Linked DNA regions of Macaca mulatta: region 1 is linked to region 2. The links are chromatin contacts, called in public Hi-C maps. All regions are on one chromosome and are shown on one strand. The core of a region is the stretch at or near the end of the contact, and the rest is flanking DNA. Distances in the headings are between cores, read along the strand shown.

The links. Hi-C and Micro-C count contacts between places; a contact is called where the count stands out from the background.
Region 1: a contact with region 2 is called in a Hi-C map of blood, with 3 times the contacts expected there. The contact joins the promoter of AIP here to the promoter of PPP1CA in region 2. A contact is called at or near these places in 2 of 14 Hi-C or Micro-C datasets (CD4 T cells and blood).

Annotation. Positions count from the first base shown.
Region 1 is chr14:6,897,221-6,902,132 of T2T-MMU8v2.0, forward strand. It overlaps AIP (aryl hydrocarbon receptor interacting protein), which reads right to left and starts at 3,168. Exons shown (of 6, transcript NM_001194313.1): 1 at 2,938-3,168. The coding sequence starts at 3,036.
Region 2 is chr14:6,981,307-6,986,210 of T2T-MMU8v2.0, forward strand. PPP1CA (protein phosphatase 1 catalytic subunit alpha) reads left to right here and starts at 2,065. Exons shown (of 6, transcript XM_077962064.1): 1 at 2,065-2,195; 2 at 3,003-3,233; 3 at 4,261-4,365; 4 at 4,710-4,904. The coding sequence starts at 2,141. It also overlaps a transcript of TBC1D10C not described here.

The DNA of each region.
Region 1 (4,912 bases), core at 1,918-4,417, 83 kb before region 2:
AATTAGCTGGCCATGGTGGCAGGTGCCTGTAATCCCAGCCACTTGGGAGGCTGAGGCATTAGAATCACCTGAACCTGGAAGGTGGAGGTTGCAGTGAACTGAGATCATGCCACTGCACTCCAGCTTGGGCAACAGAGCAAGACTCTGTCTCAAAAAGAAAAAAAAAAAGAAAAGGTGTTTGAAACCAACTTGGCCAAAATGGTGAAAGCCTGTCTCTACTAAAAACATTAAAAAAATTTAGCCGGGCCTGATGTCGGGCAACTGTAATCTCAGCTACTTGGGAGGCTGAGGCAGGAGAATTGCTTGAACCTGGAAGGCAGAGGTTGCAGTGAGCCGAGATTGCGCCATTGCACTCCAGCCTGGGCAACAGGAGTGAAACTCTGTCTCGGAAAAACACTTTGCAATCATTCTCCAAGCCCACATGTGATCTAATTCTCCGATACATCAAGGCAAGAATCCCCAGGCTACAGAAAGCCCTCTGTCCTTGTGATAAGGAAGGGGGTCTAATTGAGCTGGTTAACATAAGCCGCCTATACACAAACTAAAAGAGCACCCTAGAACACACAGAATTGTAAACATTCACCCCGAGACACTGCCATGAGGTCGGAGCCCCACAGCCTGCCCATCTGTATGCTTCCCCAGAGGTTTGAGCAGCGGGGCACTGAAGAGGCGAGCCACTCCCCATCACACGTCCTGCGAGGGGCACAAGGGAACTTCCCCTTTCAAACGCATGATGTGTTCAACAGCAGCAAGGCCAGTATGGAGGAGCAGAGTGAAGGAGGGGGCAGGGTACACTACGGGGTCAGCAGGGGAGCTCACCCAAGTCAGTAGGGGTGGACCTCACAGGGCCTGTAGGCTATGGTGAGGCCTCTGTTTTTTACTCTGAGATGGAAGCCACTGAGTGGCTCCAAGCAGAAAAGGAATTGAATCTGGCATAGGTTCTGCTGCTGGGACAAGAACAGACCACAGAGGGACAAAAAAGGCAGGAGGAGAGTTAGTTTGCTGCAGTAACCCAGGCAGGAGATGAGGATGGCTTGGACCCAAGCACTGATGGCAGAAATGGTGAGAACTCAGATCCTGGTTGGATATTGAGGATGTGATGTGGGATGCGAGACTGGGAGGACCACAGAGACACTAAGGTTTTTGCCCTGAACAATGAGAAGGTTGTTGGTTCCCCTAACTGACACGGAGAAGCCTCAGGTGGAGCAGGTTAAGTGTGAGTGGCCAACCAGGCTTCCAGGTGGAGATGGTGAGTAGAGAGCTGTATGTCAGGTTTAAGAGACAAGTAATGACTGGAGAGCTGCATCTGGGAGTAATCTGGGCAGGGAGAGTTTTTAGAGATAACACTGGGGGTGGGTGCGGAGTAAAGAGGTTTGAAGATTGAACACTCGACAGGATATGGTTAGACTGGCCCACGCTCTTAACTGCACCATGCTGCATCTCTGAAGTCAGTTTCCGCATCAGTAAAACGGAATCAACAACAGTACCTATCTCACAGAGTAGGAAATAAACGTGTGAAGCATGTAGCACAATGCTTGAATAGTGAGCATTCAATCAGTGCGGGGATTGGTTATTTAACACCACCTGTTCCTGATCTTGGGGTGCCATTGTTCACATCTCTCCTTCTGGTGTCTGTTCCATCCAGGATCTTCCTTGCCAGCCCCTTCTTTCACCACCAACACCCAGTACATGGGGGCATGAACCCACACCACACATCCTGTCTCTTCTTAGAGAAGATCTCTTTTCTTTTTTTTTTTTTTTTTTTTTTTTTGAGACGGAGTCTCGCTCTGCCGCCCAGGCTGGAGTGCAGTGGCCGGATCTCAGCTCACTGCAAGCTCCGCCTCCCGGGTTCACGCCATTCTCCTGCCTCAGCCTCCCGAGTAGCTGGGACTACAGGCGCCCGCCACCGCGCCCGGCTAGTTTTTTTGTATTTTTTTTTAGTAGAGACGGGGTTTCACCGTGTTAGCCAGGATGGTCTTGATCTCCTGACCTCGTGATCCGCCCGTCTCGGCCTCCCAAAGTGCTGGGATTACAGGCTTGAGCCACCGCGCCCGGCCTGAGAAGATCTCTTTTCATATAGCGGATCACTCCAGCCATGCAGCTCCCCTCTAATCTCAGAGCACTTATGCTGTACTGGGCTAGGATGCTTAGCTGCCCGATTCAGCACAGGGCTGGCCAGGCGGCATGTGCTCATTTGCTCAATGTCCATGTCCTGCCTGACTGCTCTGCTGGGCACAGGAGCTGCCCCTGGGAAGTTTCCTACTCTGCAGACAAGTAGCAACTGGAAAAGCACTCCGGGAGGAGGCAACTGCAGAAGCAGGGAAGCCTGGAGTTGTAGGTTGGGGGAGAAGGGGGCAGAGGGGCTGGATATGGGGGCCTGGTAAAAAGGAGACAAGTGGGAGGTTCTTTACTTCCCAGCCCTCATCTGTCCCAAACAAGCCACTAGTGCAGCAGGAAGACTGCCAAAGGGTCCCTGTCTGGGAGACCTGACCTCTGGGCCCTTTCTCCGGCTTTGCACATCCCAGGGCCTCGGGATGTTTAGAGTGGCAGTTGGTCTAAGTGTTTTCGGAAGGCCCTTCCATCTACAAAGGATCATAAGCCTTGAAATCCAGATGCCCTAGGACCACTCCCCGCCCTCGGTTTCCTCCAGCGTGGTGTCTGCCCAAGCACTGAGATCAACCCCCAACCCCAACCCGCTTGTGATGACTGACGGCTTCCCCCACCAATGCTGCTACAAGGCCGAGCCAGGGGGCGGGGCAGACAGGTCCGAATTCACCCCTACTTAAATTCAGCCCAATCAGCGTCGAGCTCTGCATGTGAGCGGTAGGGTCACTGGCCGCTGCCCTCTGGGCATGCGCAACCTCTCGCCTAAGGCCTCCTCCCGCCTCGCATGCGCACCACGCCGCAGAGGGGGAGCGGGGAGGGGTAGACACGAACCTTGGTCCCATCCTGAAAGTCGGGGAGCTCTCCTCGGCCTTCCTGTATCACACGTTTTTGGATCCCGTCCTCCCGGAGTCTTGCGATGATATCCGCCATCCTCCTTCCCCGCTGCTCCCTTTCGGCAACTTCCGGACTCGCTCGGTAGCTTCCGGACTTGCTTCGGCAACTCCTAGAACCTCGGCAGCTTCCAAGCTAGCGCCATTTTGGTTGAGGGCAGAAGCCAAAAGGGACCGAGCGTGGAAATGGTTGGTGATTGGTTCTCTGCGCTGCGACTGAGCGCGCGCGTATGCTCGGGGGCGGAGCCTGGGACTGTCTCGGGGCGGGACCTGAGCCTGTCAAGGAGGCGGGGCCGGGGTCCGCCCCCCGGGCGGGAAGAGGACGTCCCTAACAATTGTGTCACTGAATTGATTGGGACTGCGGCCGTGCGGCACTGTGTTTGAAGTTGTGGATGTAATATAACAGCATTGCAGAGTTAGGAAAATGAAAAGAAAAAAAAACACCCGTAAGCCACACCCTCAAAGCGTTATGATTTTTGTGTATTTTCTTCCGGCTTTTTTTCTTTCGCATATCTAGTATGATTGTCGGGACTCTTGCATCCTGGATCTCTCTCTTTCAAAAAATAAAAAGAGGAAGAGGGAAAGAAAGGTGGACAAGGAGACCAAGAGGGCCCATTGCGGTGTCGGAAATGAGTCATAGTAGTGCCCAATTAATATTAGGGAATAATAGATGGATGATAGAAATTACGTGCTTTAGCGCCGGGCGCGGTGGCTCATGCCTGTAACCCCACCACTTTGGGAGGCCGAGGCTAGAGGATCGCCTGAGCCCGGGAGTTCGAGGCTGCAGTGGGCCGTGTTCGTGCCACTGCACTCCAGGCTAGCTGACAGAGCGAGATGCTGTCTCAAAACAAAACAAAAAAATAAATTCAACAAAAGAAAAGAAAAAAGAGAAGTGGGGTACTTTGGGGCTAAAACAACTTTTTTTTTTCTTTTTTTGAGACGGAGTAGAGCGAGATGCTGTCTCAACAAAACAAAAAATAAAATTAAACAAAAAAAAAGAGAAGTGAGGTACTTTGGGGCTAAAACAACTTTTTTTTCTTTTTTTGAGACTGAGTCTCGCTCTGTCACCCACGCTGGAGTGCAGTGGCGCGATCTCAGCTCACTGCAACCTCTGCCTCCCGGGTTCAAGCAATTCCTTGCCTCAGCCTCCCGCATAGCTGGAACTACAGGCATGCTGCCACGCCCGGCTAATTTTTGTATTTTCAGTAGAGATGGGGTTTCAACATCTGGCGCAGGCTGGTCTTGAACTCCTAGACTCGTGATCCACCCTCCTCGGCCTCCTGAAGTGCTGGGATTACAGGCCTGAGCCCCCGCGCCCAGCCCTAAAACAACGCTTCTGTGCGCCTTTAGAAACTGGCCGTGAATGACAGCAGTAAGCGTCTTCCCTTTTCTGAGGTTTAGCAAATCCAGTACAGGCGGGGCATGGGCTTTCTGCACTCCCTCCTCCAGTCATCACCATCATCGTCGCTGTAAAGGAGTATTGTCTTTCTAATGCGACCCAGGCGCTAAAGGCTTCACATGCATATTTATTTATGTATGTATTTACTTAGTTATTTTTTCTTTAGAGACAGGGTCTCACTTTGTCCCCCAGGCTGGAGTGCAGTGGTAAAATCACTGTTCACTGCAGCCTCCACCTCCTGGGTTCAAAAGACCCTCCTGCCTCAGCTTCCAGAGTAGCTGGGACCACAGGCCCGTGCCACCACACCCAGATAATTTTTTAAAAAAATTTTTTGTAGAGATGGAGTCACTATGATGCTGGTCTCAAAATCCTGGCCTCCAGCGACCCTCCCACCTCACCCTTCCAAACCAATGGGATTACAGGTGTGAGCCACAGTGCCCAGCCACTTCACATATTTGTACTGGTTAATTTCCCAAGAGGTCCTCTGACAGGACCTCTGTGGTGAAAGGGAAAAGTG
Region 2 (4,904 bases), core at 815-3,314:
GGCCCCTCCCAAGGGTGGGGGGTGTCACCCCTTCCTCTCTGAGGCTCTTCCTGCCTGCCCCAGTGCCCCTGAGCTGTGGGCTCCTCCCACCCTCCCCATGGCCCCAGTGACTGAAGGCTTGAGTTCCTGTGCTGGGTGTGGAGGGCCCAGGCCTCTTAGACACAGAGGCCAGGCCACCTCCAATTCTTTTGTTTGTTTCTTTTGAGACAGAGTCTTGCTCTGTTGCCCAGGCTAGAGTGCAGTGGCACGGTCTCAGCTCACTGCAACCTCCACCTCCCAGATTCAAGTGATTCTCCTGCCTCAGTCTTCCAAGTAGCTGGAACTACAGACATGCACTACCATGCCCGGCTACTTTTTGTATTTTTAGTAGAGACAGGGTTTTGCCACATTGGCCAGGCTGGTCTCAAACTCCTGACCTCAGGTGATCTACCCACCTCTGCCTCCCAAAGTGCTGGGATTACAGGCATGAACCACCGCGCCTGGCCTTTGTGTTTGTTTCTTGAGGGTCATGCTCTGTCACCCAGGCTGGAGTGTAATGGCAGGATCTGGGCTCACTGCAACCCCCACCTCCTGGTCTCAAGAGATCCTCCTGCCTCAGCCTCCCTAGTAGCTGGGACTGCAGGCGTGCACCACCATGCCCAGCTAATTTTTGTATTTTTTTGTTGAGATGAGGTTTCGCCGTGTTGCCCAGGCTGGACGCAAGAGACCATCCCACCTCAGCCTCCCAAAGTGCTGGAATTACAGGCCTAAGCCGCCACAGCAGGCCCACCTCCAGTTCTGAGGTTACTGGCATGTAAAGCACCCAACTCAGGGTTCCAACAAGAATTAAGGTTAATTTATCGTCTGCTCCTTTGAGACAGAGTCTCACACTGTCACCTCGGCTAGGGGGTGCAATGGGCCTTGGCCCACTGCAACCTCCGCCTCCCAGGTTCAAGTGATTCTCCTGCCTCAGCCTCCCCAATAGCTGAGATTACAGGCGGCTGCCATCATGCCCAGCTAACTTTTTGTATTTTTAGAGAGATGGGGTTTCACCATGTTGGCCAGGCTGGTCTTGAACTCCTGACCTCAAACGATCCTCCCACCTCAGCCTCCCAAAGCGCTGGAATTACAGGCGTGAGCCACTGCACCCAGCCATGTCTGCTCATATAGTAATTCTTTTTACGTGCACACCCTGCAATATTACTGTGCTACTCAAAAGCTAATTATGGGGCCAGGCTTGTTGGCTCACGCCTGTAACCCCCCCAGGACTTTGGGAGGTCGAGGCCAGTGGATCACTTGAGGTTAGGAGTTCAAGACCAGCCGGGCCAATATGGCGAAACCCCACCTCTGCTAAACACACAAAAACCAGGCGCAGTGGCGCGCGCCTGCAATCCCAGCTACTCCAGAGGCTGAGGCAGGAGAACCCCTTGAACCTGGGAAGCGAATGTTGCAGTGAGCCAAAGTCGCGCCACTGCACTCCAGCTTAGGCGACAGAGCAAAACTCTGTCTCAAAAAAAATAAATAAATAAAAGCTAATTATGGGACTTGTAAGAAAATATTAATTTATCATGCCCCAAGGACCAAAGTGCGCTGGAAGTTCAGCCGTAGCTGTCTTTGAGTGTGGTCAGCCGCCTGGGGGCCACGGAGACCCACGAAAAAGGGGGTCGTACGTGAATGCGAGGTCCAGGTCTTGCACCAGTCTGTTCATATCTCTTGAGCCTCAGTTTCCTTTCCTGCACTTCGAGCAGTTAACCCTCAGTGCCTAGCAGCCGGTTATTAATATATTCACAACACCCTCCACCCAGGGCAGGGGTGGGAACGGCTGTTCTGCTTTTGAAAGAGAAAAACAACTTCCACAGTTCTTCCGGCCCCACATCCTCTGAACCGGGCTGGGCGCCTCCTCTGGGGCGTAACCAGTTGGACGCGCCCCCGACAGACCCCGCCGCCAAGGCCCCGCCCCCCAGGCCGCGGCGCTTCACGTCCAGCGGGGGCGCTAGAGCGCGGGGGACCGGGCGGGGCGGGCCCGGGAGGCCCGGAGGCGGGGCCGCGGGCCGGGGGCGGACTGGGGCGGGCGGAAGGAGAGCCAGGCCGGAAGGAGGCTGCCGGAGGGCGGGAGGCAGGAGCGGGCCCGGAGCTGCTGGGCTGGAGCGGCGGCGCCGCCATGTCCGATAGCGAGAAGCTCAACCTTGACTCGATCATCGGGCGCCTGCTAGAAGGTTGGTCGCGGCGGGGGAGGCCTGCGTCCGCCGCTCCCGGGCCCCCTGCCGGGCCCGGAAGTGGCGCGCGGGCGGGCCCCCGGGGCCAGCTTAGACTGGGCGGGGACGGGCCGCGAGGTTCGGTGGCCGCAGCCGCCCCCCCGCGGACGCGCCTGAGAGGTCCTGGGCCCGCTCCGACGCGCGGAGCAGCCCCCTCTCCCGGGCCGGGGGCGCACGGGTTGCCTGGGTTCTTGAGGCGAGGGAGAAACCCGGGAAGCCCGGTCCAGGAAGGGGTCCTGCGCTGTGAGGTGTTTGGGTGGCAGCCCCCTGCGCACGACAGTCGCCTCCCGAGGCGCTGAGGGTAGTTGGGGGCTTCCCTTGGGAGGCTTGAGGCCGAGGTCCCGGGAGGCTCAGCAGCAACAGCTGCCTGCGGGCAAGGAGCGGCCGAGGAGGCCTAGGCGCCCCCGGAGGTATCCATGGGGCCACCCGTGTCGCCCACCCTCCACCTGTCAGGGTCCCGGGTCTTGACACCCCATTGCGCCCCCAGTGCAGGGCTCGCGGCCTGGCAAGAATGTACAGCTGACAGAGAACGAGATCCGCGGCCTGTGCCTGAAATCCCGGGAGATTTTCCTGAGCCAGCCCATTCTTCTGGAGCTGGAGGCACCCCTCAAGATCTGCGGTGAGCCCCCCGACCCAGGTCCCCTTGCTTTCCTGAAAGTGGCACTGGCCCCCACAGAGTTCCTGGAGTCCTCCTCCCTTGAGCCCAGTCCTGGTCCTGGGTTCAGGTCTAGACCCTGCATCTAGCTTACCCGATTCCCTGGGTCACAGGTGATATACACGGCCAGTACTATGACCTTCTGCGACTATTTGAGTATGGCGGTTTCCCTCCGGAGAGCAACTACCTCTTTCTGGGGGACTATGTGGACAGGGGCAAGCAGTCCTTGGAGACCATCTGCCTGCTGCTGGCCTATAAGATCAAGTACCCCGAGAACTTCTTCCTGCTCCGTGGGAACCACGAGTGCGCCAGCATCAACCGCATCTACGGTTTCTACGATGAGTGTGAGTGGTCTGAGCGTCTGGGGCTGCCCGGGTCCTGAACCACACTCCTTGTCATTCAGTGGGACCTTCACATTGGCCTGATATCTGACAGACACTTGCTAGACTGTGCACTCCACGAAGGCAGGGCCCAGGTCCGTTCTTGTGCCTGCCCTGCCCCTCCTGGCATGGGGTCTGGGGAATGGTTGCTGACTGAAGGACTGTCCGTATTCTAGTGCTTTCCCCCAGGGCCCTGCCTGGTGACGTTCCCTCTACATTTGCTACTAAGCATTTAGGATGTTTGCAGATGAGCTCTGCTGTCCAGAAGCTGAGATAAACCAGACCTGTACTTGGCCCGGCTCGTGGGCCGGGGCGTGCAAGGAGTGCCAACCCTGAGGCTGGTCCAGATTGGAACTCAGTTTCCAGTGGACTCGGGTGCTTTAGAATTACTTCTGGTGGGAGGCTGAGGCGGGAAGATCACTTGGACTCAGAAGCTCCAAGTTACAGTGAGCTATGATCTTGCCACTGCACTCCAGCCTGGGTGACTGAACAAGACCCTGTTTCTTTACTTTTTTGAGACGGAGTTTCGCTCTTGTTGCCCAGGCTGGAGTGCAGTGGTGTGATCTCAGTTCACTACAACCTCCATCTCCCGGGTTCAAGCGATTCTCCTGCCTCAGCCTCCCGAGTAGCTGGGATTACAGGCATGCGACACCACGCCTGGCTAATTTTTTTGTATTTTAGTAGAGACAGGGTTTCTCCATGTTGGTCAGGCTGGTCTTGAACTTCTGACCTCAGGTGATCTGCCTGCTTCAGCCTCCCAAAGTGCTGGGATTACAGGTGTGAGCCACCATGCCCTGCCCAGATCCTGTTTGTTTAAATTACAAATTAAAATAAAAAGTAACTAGAATTACTCCTGGAAGGCTGACAGGCGGCAGGGGTGGGGGTGGTTTGCATTGGTGCCTGACTCTCTCCCATCTGCGGCTGAATAGCCCAGAGACCCCGGCTAAGGGTGGAGCAGGCAGACCCCTCACAGCTACCTCCCTCTGGGCAGGCAAGAGACGCTACAACATCAAACTGTGGAAAACGTTCACTGACTGCTTCAACTGCCTGCCCATTGCGGCCATAGTGGACGAAAAGATCTTTTGCTGCCACGGAGGTGAGCTCTCCTTAGTTGTCATCTGGGAAGTCACTCCTTTCAGGAAGTGTCTCCCATACCCCCCTGTGCTGGGCTGCACTCACTTCCTTGATGTGCATCCTACATGGGGCGGGCTTGTCTCCTTTCTCCCAGGAGCTCTGTGCTCCGGAGGCCAGGGGCGCCTTTGTGCCTGTTTGGGAACTTGAAAAAGCTGAGGGGAAGGGGATGGCTTCTGCCTGCCTAGGCACCCAGGAGACCAGTGGAGGGACCAGGAGGGTGGTGGAAAAGGTGAGGCTCACTGGCCAAGGCTTCCTGGAGGAAGGATGTCCTTGTTTGAGGAAGTGACCTTCCTTCTGGCCCTCCAGGCCTCTCCCCGGACCTGCAGTCCATGGAGCAGATTCGGCGGATCATGCGGCCCACAGACGTGCCTGACCAGGGCCTGCTGTGTGACCTGCTGTGGTCTGACCCTGACAAGGACGTGCAGGGCTGGGGCGAGAACGACCGTGGCGTCTCTTTTACCTTTGGAGCCGAGGTGGTGGCCAAGTTCCTCCACAAGCATG